Regions from separate parts of the Rattus norvegicus genome. Here region 2 is linked to region 1. Evidence: chromatin contacts called from public Hi-C data. All regions are on one chromosome and are shown on one strand. The core of a region is the stretch at or near the end of the contact, and the rest is flanking DNA. Distances in the headings are between cores, read along the strand shown. Region 1 has its middle 56 kb from the start of Trnaa-agc47. Region 2 overlaps Rxra (retinoid X receptor alpha).

Evidence for each region. Hi-C and Micro-C count contacts between places; a contact is called where the count stands out from the background.
Region 2: a contact with region 1 is called in a Hi-C map of hepatocytes, with 6 times the contacts expected there. The contact joins two enhancer-like sites. A contact is called at or near these places in 3 of 12 Hi-C or Micro-C datasets (hepatocytes, kidney and liver).

What each region holds. Positions count from the first base shown.
Region 1 is chr3:31,298,406-31,302,978 of GRCr8, forward strand. No RefSeq gene overlaps it. Among named protein-coding and RNA genes, the nearest start is that of Trnaa-agc47, 56 kb to the left of the region's middle. Within about 2 kb of position 2,811, at least 2 of the 93 cell types and tissues checked have an H3K27ac peak or open chromatin away from gene starts, as enhancers often do. A contact at or near this core is called in hepatocytes, where this site is marked.
Region 2 is chr3:31,468,475-31,473,041 of GRCr8, forward strand. Rxra (retinoid X receptor alpha) reads left to right here. Exons shown (of 10, transcript NM_012805.3): 9 at 810-915; 10 at 2,590-3,291. The coding sequence ends at 2,737. Among named protein-coding and RNA genes, the nearest start is that of Rxra, 83 kb to the left of the region's middle. Within about 2 kb of position 1,622, at least 60 of the 93 cell types and tissues checked have an H3K27ac peak or open chromatin away from gene starts, as enhancers often do. A contact at or near this core is called in hepatocytes, where this site is marked.

The DNA.
Region 1 (4,573 bases), core at 1,561-4,060:
GGAAACCATAGACCACCCTCGAAGTTCACAAGACTCTGGAGAAAATCAGTATGGTGTCTTGACTGTAACAGAAAGGAGGAACTAAAGGGAGTCTCTGGTGATAAACTCATATGGGTCTCAACGTGCAAATGCCCGGGCTGCCTCCTGCAGCAGCTCAGGACCTTCTAAGTGGGCCCAGGCCATTGATTTCCTGCAATCTCCTAATGGTGGATGATTCTGAAAGAAGTTTGTAAGATATGGAGGGCTGGAGGGATGGCTCAGTGCTTAAAGATACTTGCTGCTCTTGCACAGGCCCTGAGTTCTGCTTCAGGATCCTTGCTGGGTGGCTCATAACTGCCTATAACTTCTGTTGCATGAGGTCGTACTCTGTCTTGTGGTCTCCAAGGGCACTGCACTCGTTTGCACGTACAAACAACACAGACACGCATGCACACATAATTGTTAAAAGATAAAAAAATAAATATTAAAAAATAAATAAATAAAAAGAAGCCCAGGGTTGTTCGGTGGAGTTCTAGCTCAGGTAGCCAGAGCATTTGACCAGTCGCCTACCACGTGGGTGGAGTGAATACCACTGTCTATGGTTGATTCCCAAAACGTCCCCTGTGGTGAAACCACTTAGGGACTTCTTGGTGATAGGTTGTATCTCACACTCTAGGGGACACACAGAGCCTGAAGGGAGACCACCTGCTTGAGACCTGGCAGGCCATGGTGTAAAGCTTATGGCTAGCCACGTGTGTGGGAGATGGGCAGGGGGAATGGCCAGGATGCGGGGCACACCTGTGGAAGACCCCTGGCTCAACCAACATGTCCCAGATCCAAAAGCCTGTAAAATCAGGAAACGATATTTGAGTTACTTGAATATGATCCTTTTAAAAAGCAAAGTTCAGGACTGGAGAGGTGACTCAGTGGTTAAGAGCGCTGACTGCTCTTCCAGAGGTCCTGAGTTCATCCCAGCAACCACATGGTGGCTCACAACCATCTGTAATGGGATCCGATGCCCTCTTCTGGTGTGTCTGAAGACTGCTACTGTGTACTTATATATAATAAATAAATAAATCTTTAAAAAAAAAAAAGCAAAGTTCAGTTAAAACGGACACAAGCTAGATGCCTGCTCGGTGGGCTGGGTAGGGGCTCTCTGAAATCCCTCTGTGACGGCTACACTTGGTTGTCAACTTGACTACATCTGGAGTTAACTAAAACCCAAGAGGCTGGGCACATCTGTGAGGGATTTCTTTTTAATTAAATCATTTGAAGTGGGAAGACCCACCTTTAATTCATATATATATATATATGTATATATATTCTCTATATACATATATTCTCTATATAATACCTCTATCACCTATCTATCTATCTATCTATCTATCTATCTATCCATCCATCCATCTATCTCTGCACCTTGTACCAGGCCTCATGGTTCCCGACTTCACAGACCCCCCCCCCTCAGGCCAAGAGGCAGAAAAGCTCATGTCCATTTCAGTCCTTGCCAGGATTGGAAGGGGGGCTGCAGCCCAGTCCCCAGCACTTACTCCAGCCCTAACATGGCCTGGTTAGTGACTGACCCTCTCTCTCATCCCAGTAGAGTGACCCTTCCAGTGTCCTTTCCTAGCCACCGATGCTGGCCTAATCTATCTGACTGAAACTGGCAGCCACAGCCGTGGTTATTGTGTTTCGTTCTGAGATGCTCGGATTTCCTGGGTTATTGGATCATTTTTCACTCTGCATCTGTGGTAATCAGACTTGGAAATGAAAAGTCGCGTGGTACCTAACCATGATGGAAGAGGGTTGGGCGAGTACAAGAGCCTTCCAACCTGTTGGGGCTAAGAGACTGGGGCAGAGGAGAATGGTGCTTGTGGCCCTGTGGCCAGAACATCATGGCAAGAGACGGCAGCCAAAGCCCAGATTCTGCGAGAAGGAGCCTGCTTTGCAGAGTTCTCCATACATCGGATCCATTCTACACCTGTGTCATTGTCATCTAGCCGTGGCATGCTATCACTGTAATATCTGGGAGGCAGAAAATAACAGATCTTTTTGTTTTGGGAAACTTTTAGATCATAAAATGGAGAAAAAAGTATGAAACAGCTGTCTCGAGGAAAGCCTCCTCTGGCATTCAGTCACCTCCCCCTGCCTCCTCCCTCTTCTTCCCTCTCCTCTTCTGAAATTGGATTATTTTGGAGCCTACGAGGCACTTGTGCAACACCCGAACCTCTCCCAAGAGGGGCCAGAGGCGTCTTGGGCCTCGCTTTCTAGTGGATGAGTAGTGAGGGCTGGAGGGGATGTGGGGACTTGGGTTAGCCTGCAGGGTACGAGCAACTCAAGAGCAGGGTTGAGCCTCACACTCAGGCCTGAGTGTAAGTGTGTTTACAATGCAACATCTGGTCACCATCCACAGTCATTTGTGGCACAGGACCCAGCAGGCAGCAAGATGGTGGGGCCCAGAACAAAGCTCTGGTACAGAAAGACAAGAAGAGACAGCCTCACTATGCAGGTATGGGTATGTCTATGCAGCAAGGGATGAAGGTTTTGCGGCTTTAAAAAAAATACCCCCACCCCTATGGACAAAAGCTCAGGCCAGCATAAGGCTTGTCAACAGGAACTTGAGAATGGGCACGAGAAATACTGAGAAGGAAAGCTAGGGACTAAATTCATGTGTGGCATTTGCTGCCACCCCACAACACACATACCTGCTATACCCACTTACTGTGGAACCTCAAGTTCAAATCTGATCATGTGTGGCCAGCATGAAGGGTACAAAGATCAGGCTGTGCTGGGTGCTTCTCCTGGATCATGTTTGTCCGAATGTACTTTCTGTGCCACTTGAAATGACCTGTTTGCAAGTGTGTGTGGTTCAATGGGACTCAGTGGCACATAGGTGCACAGGAGGGTGTGGCCAACACCTCTAGTTCTAGTGCATTTTCTTTCTTTCTTTCCTTCTTTCTTTCTTTCCTTCTTCTTCCTCTTCCTCTTCCTCTTCCTCCTCCTCCTCCTCCTCCTCCTCCTCCTCCTCCTCCTCCTCCTCCTCCTCCTCCTCCTCCTCCTCCTCTTCTTCTTCTTCTTCTTCTTCTTCTTCTTCTTCTTCTTCTTCCTTAAAAACCATTTATTTAATGTATATGAGTATGTTGTTGCTGATACAGTGAAGAGGGCATCGAATCCCTTATGAGCCACCATGTGGTTGCTGGGAACTGAACTCAGGACCTCTGGAAGAGCAGTCAGTACTCTTAACCACTGAGCCATCTCTCCAGCCTCTCTAGTGTATCTTAAGTACAAAGGGTGTTAGACCTGGGGCAGCGCACGGCTCTCTTGGGAGAGTGCTTCCTAGCATGCACAAAGCCCTGGATCCCATCCCCAGTATCACATCAGTTGGACATGTGACTATAATCCCAGCACTCCAGAGGGAGAGGTAGGGGAAACAGAAGAGGTCATCCTCAGTTATACAGGAAGAGGTCATCCTCAGTTATACAGGAAGTTAGAGGCTAGCCTGGGCTACAAGACATCCTGTCAAAAAAGGAACAAGAGCAAAAACAAAAGTAAGAGAGAGAGAGAGAGAGAGAGAGAGAGAGAGAGAGAGAGAGAGAGAGAGAAAGCCATACTCATGAATCCAGTCATGCCTGTGTGTCTTCTCTTAGTGCCTGGATTCTCCCACGATGCTTCCTGTGTGGACTGGCTTATTCTGACCTTTTGTTTGTTTGTTTTGTTTTTTGTATTTTTTCATGCGAATGGAACCACTTACTAAGTGGCCTCTTGTGTCTGGCTCCTATCACTAAGCACTATATTTCTAAGGTTTACCCACGCTGTGGTAGATGTTAGAGTGTTACTCCTTATTTCTCTTAGGCAGCGCTCTACTGCTGTGAGGAGACACCATGATCATGGCAACTCTTACAAAGAAAGCTTTTAACTGGGTCTGGCTTACAGTTTCAGACTCTGTCACAGGTAGACACAGTGCTGCAGAAGGAGCTGAGAGTTTTACATCTGGAACGGCAGGCAGCAGGAAGAGAGAGTGCCATTGGGCATGGCTTGGGTTTCAATCCCAAAGCCCACCCCCAGTGTCACACTTCCTCCAACAAGGCCACGCCTACTAATCCTTTCAAATAGTGTAACTCTCTGGTGACCAAGTATTCAAGTCTATGAGCCTATGGGAGTCATTATTTTTTTAAGATCTTTATTTATTTTATGTATATGAGTACATTGTAGCTGTCTTCAGACACACCAGAAGAGGGCATCAGATCCATTACAGATGGTTGTGAGCCACATGTGGTTGCTGGGAATTGAACTCAGGACATCAGGAAGAGCAGCCAGTGCTCTTAACCACTGAGTCATCTCTCCAGCCCATGGGAGTCATTCTTATGACAAACCACCACAGTACTTGTTGTACTGTGTAATACTGTGTTGTACTGAGTAATAATATTCCAGTGTGAGCAGGCTACACCGTCTTTCATCTATTGATGGATCTTCTGCATTTTATCCACACACTGACCCACAAGACATGCATTGATGTGGTTTCTATTTGAAAGCTGAAGGAACTGAGGCTCTCTGAGGCCAGGTAGTGTGCTGGTGATAGTTTTACATTACCCCA
Region 2 (4,567 bases), core at 372-2,871, 170 kb after region 1:
GCTCAGGGATTCAAGGGGTGGCCCATGGACTTGTGGATGCTCTGGCCAGGCTCTAGGAAGCGCTGGGCACTTGCTGCAGCAGGCATTCATGGGCTTCCGTATTTGAAAGTTCATCCCTGTCTGCCTAGGAAGGGGTTGAATGTGGGTTGGGAGCTTGGCTGATGGGGCTCACCAGCCCTGCCCATAGTGAGTAGAAGATATGGGGGGACAGGGACATAGGCTTCCACCCCAGATAGCTCACCAGGCTGTAATTCCTGAGCCAACCTCATAGTTTCCCAGGTTAGGTCTGAGTAGGAGGTATGGCGAACCAGGGACGCTTGGGCCTGGGGCCTCAAGGGGTAGGGAGGGGTAGTCCTGTCAGGACTGGGTCAGTTGAAGGTGTCTTATGTAGTCTAAGCTACCCCCAGCATTCTTACTGGCACAGTGGGCCCTGATGGTGTTGATGACTGTGGTTGTGGCTTTCCTGCAGCCTGTATTGTGGCCAGTGTCTAGGTTCTATGGAGGAGCCTCCCCGACTCATGGTGTGGGGAGATCCTCAGGGAAGGGCTTCCTGTCACTGGGGCCAGGGCCCAAGGGCAGTAAAAGCATTGGCCATGGCCACCTAGAGAAAGGTGGGGAAACTAAGTCCTCTAATGACAAGGTCACTTGACTTTCAAGTGGCCGAGTGGAGCACCCGTCCTCCTGGTTTCGGAGCTCTGGGTCTGCAGGGCAGCCATATCTACTTGTGTAGCATATGCCCTCTCTGCTGGGCTTGCATGTTTGTGGGAGGCGGTCTGGGGGCTCTGACCTGAGGCTGTTTTCCTCTGCAGACTCTAAGGGGCTCTCAAACCCTGCTGAGGTGGAGGCGCTGAGGGAGAAGGTGTATGCATCACTAGAAGCGTACTGCAAACACAAGTACCCTGAGCAGCCGGGCAGGTGAGCTCTACTCCGTCCCCGACAGCCCCCTGCCTCTACACTTGGGCTCAGCCACACCTCTCCAAAGCCCTTCGTATGCCACAGAACTATGCTGTCCTCCTCAAGACCACCCTGGGATGCTTTTTAGGCTTTGAGCAGGAGCGAGGCAGCCCTTGGACTCATGAGCTCTGAGGACAACTCACTTTCCCCTGTAGCCCGTTGAGAGAATCGATCCATTTCCTAGCGCACAGTAGGTCCTTGCTATTCATGACTTCTCTTCTTCACTTGTTCAGTGACCCGGAAATGCCAGCACAGTGCAGGTGCTTTTCAGTTGTTCAGAGTAGGTGTCTGAGGCTGGAGAAAGCATCGTGTCTGCTGGCCTAAGACTGTCATCTAGTCATGTCCAGGTCCAGGGTGCTGGGTGCACAGTCTAGTGTTAGGCACATAGTAGGTGTTCAGGAGGAATGGTGCATTCCAAGGATTCAGTTCTGCCTCTCCCCTTGCAGGCTCTCAGTGTGCAGACTATGTGTGAGAGGGGTAGTGTGAGACGGGCGGTCGGGCACACTAACCCGTCCGTTGCCTGGCACACACATGGTTAACTGTCCACACTGCTGTTTAGCCCTCATCTGGTTTGGTTTAAAGTGAAACTTCCCGGAGGAGGACAGGAGGGTGGCAGCAGCTTGTTTTTCCTGGCTTCCTGCCTTAGCCCATCTCGCCAGCTCAGCAGAAAACAGCCTGTTCTCTGGCGCCTCTCCAGCCGCCAAGCTTCGCCTGTGCCTTTAAACTGAGGACTGTGGGGCAGCCAGCCACAAGGCTTCCTCTCTGGAAATGAAAGACATTGTTAATAATTAATGAGGCCCAGAGCCCCCTCCACTATATAGGGAGGCCCCGAGCAGAGGTCACATGTGGGACCCCAGGTCCTGTCCCCGCACCACACTGTCCTCTCTTGTCTGTCCATCTCCCGTGAGTTCCTAGACTCCTTCCCCATGCCTGTCTGTCTTTTGCCCAGGAAACGCTCCAGGGGTAGAGGAACCCCAAGGCCTCTCCAGTCCTCCCCAGGGAAGTGCTCCTGCTGGAGCACGGAATTCCCCAGTCACTGCTGGCTCTCCCTTCAGCAGGGGTCTCCACCCTGTGGCTTGTCAGTCACCCCATGCGTATTACTAAGGCTGCCCACAGATCTTTCTGATGCATCTTCCAGGACACGCCCCACTGCCCCTATAGGCACAGCTGCTCTTGCAGAGGCCTCTCCAATGCACAGAGAGACACTCATGCCCTTGCCTGCTGACATCTCTGTTGAGGCTCTCCTTGCCCATGGAGCAAGCCCACACTTGTAACTGCTCTCCTAAACCCTGTTGGGCCTGTCCTGGCCAACAGTAGTCTTACCATTGGCTCTTCCTTTCATTTCAGGGCCTTATGTACCTACCTCACCTTACCGCACCCCTACCTCACCCCTGCTGCACCCCTGCTACATCCCTGCCACACCCCTGCCCCTTGTCCTCTTTTGTCTCCAAGGAGCCTCCTTTTTCTAGTTCCCCACTTCTTCCAGAAGGATCAACGTAGGCAGCTTCCTCTGCAGACCAGACTCAGGTCCCAGGCACTGGGCTCGGCTGGTCTCCAGGGAAGCTACGAGTCACCGAGTAGAGCAGGGAGCACTCCCCGCCTCCTGACCTGTCCTCACTCTCTACCATCCTGCAGGTTTGCCAAGCTGCTGCTCCGGCTGCCTGCACTGCGATCCATTGGGCTCAAGTGCCTGGAGCACCTGTTCTTCTTCAAGCTCATCGGGGATACACCCATCGACACTTTCCTCATGGAGATGCTGGAGGCCCCACATCAAACCACCTAGGCCCCGTCACCCATGTGCCGGTCCCTTGCCCCGCCTGGACACAGCTGCTCAGCTCCAGCCCTGTCCCTGCCCTTTCTGATGGCCTGTGTGGATCTTTGGGGTGCAGCGTCCCCATGGTCCCAAAAGATGCATCACCATCCTCGCCATCATCATTAATGCTTGCCTTTGGCCCAGGGCCGTGGCAGAGCTGGCGTGACACCTACCCAGCCCCCTGCCCTACACCAGGCTCTAAGGCTGGTCACCCTGAGGGTCTTGGGGTACTTCGTGGGGTCTTCAGCACCTGGAGCTGCAGGAGCTGGGAGAGGGGCTTGTTCTGGTTGCTGGTTGCTGTCGCTGGTTCTCGACATGCCCGCGTGGCACCTCTGTTTGGAGTACCCCATCTTTGCCCGTGCAGAGTCCTGGTACCCAGCTAAGGGTGGGAAAGGGAGCAGGTGGGGCAGGTCATATCCTCCTGGATCATAGCTAACCTTTAAGCCTGTTTCCAAAGATACCCTGGGCTATCACCCCGAGCAGGATTCTGGGACCACCTCAAGGCCGCGTGGGCTGGAGGTCCGCTGTCATGTTCCCCAGTTCCTTCTTATGTCATCGTTCTCCCGTCCTGTCTCACCAACCGGGGTTAGCCAACTGAGTAGCCTGCCTTTTCCCTATCACAGATCTTCCTTTCTGGTCTGCAAGGTGGCACCATGGGTCCTCCTGGAGGGCTGCCCTGGCTTACGTAGAATGGGGTTTCCACCTCAGTGGTCCTGTGGGACACTGGACATCCTGAGGCTCAGGGAGGAGAGGAGGGCTGTTGTCTGGTTTTTGGAGAGGGGGGCCTGAGGGGCTTGGAGGTGAACCGGGCAGACATGGCAGGTCTGTCGGGTGCGGCTGACTCAGCAGGCTCTGTGTGGGACTCTAGCATGGGCCCTTCCTTGGACTGGCCGCTTCTGTTAGAATCCCGACAGGGACTTCCTGGGACTGCCGCGGTATGGTGGTGCCTGTGGACATTGTCCAGAACCTTACCCAGGGGCTCTATGTGTCAGACCTGCTTAGACTTCAGCCCTGTCTCGTGTGGCTCTGAGTGTGCCTCTCCCGTTGACCGGCCGGGTTTGCACTGTGGGGCCTCCTTGGGTACCAGTCTTCATGATCTAGTCTCAGACTGCAGGGCCCGGGTTTGTCAGGCACAGGTGCCTTAGTGATTATGGCCATACTGCGTCCCCACAGCTGGTCTCCCATTGGTGTGTGGGGTGGGAGGAAGGCCCTCATGAAACAGGCCATGTAGGGGATTGGACCTCGAGGTGGTGGGTGGGAGGATCCAGCTTCCTGGTGGGGAAGAACACATTGATTTCTCGCCTTTTTAAAATCCCAAAACCATAGCCAGCAGAGGCACCTATAAAAGTTTCCAGAAACACCTTCCCTGCACCCTTCTCTCCACGTAGTGGCATGGGAGATGTCTGTGAGAGACATCACAGTTCCCGGAGTCAGCCAGCTGCTCCTCTCCTAGGCTTTCCTAGAAAATCTGTAGCCTTTGGGGCTGGTAGCACTAGGCAGAGGAGCCGATTCCCCAGTCCACACCCAGGACCGTGCCTTCTGCAGACCTCCTCTCCCACTGTTCGTGTCAGCCCTGTTCTACACTGTGCCCTGTTTCTGAGCCACTGAGCATCCTCTGGCTCCAGCAGAGAAAGTTCTGGGGCTGAGCCACGTCTGGGCTTGGCTGGCTGTCAGGCACTGGGGCCTTGGCCGCAAGCCCCACTAGCCCACATAGCCTTACCCACCACTGCTCGTCACTATAGATTCCCTGGTGAGCTTCCTGCTCCTTTAGCCTCATTGCCACTGTCATCAGGTGCAGTG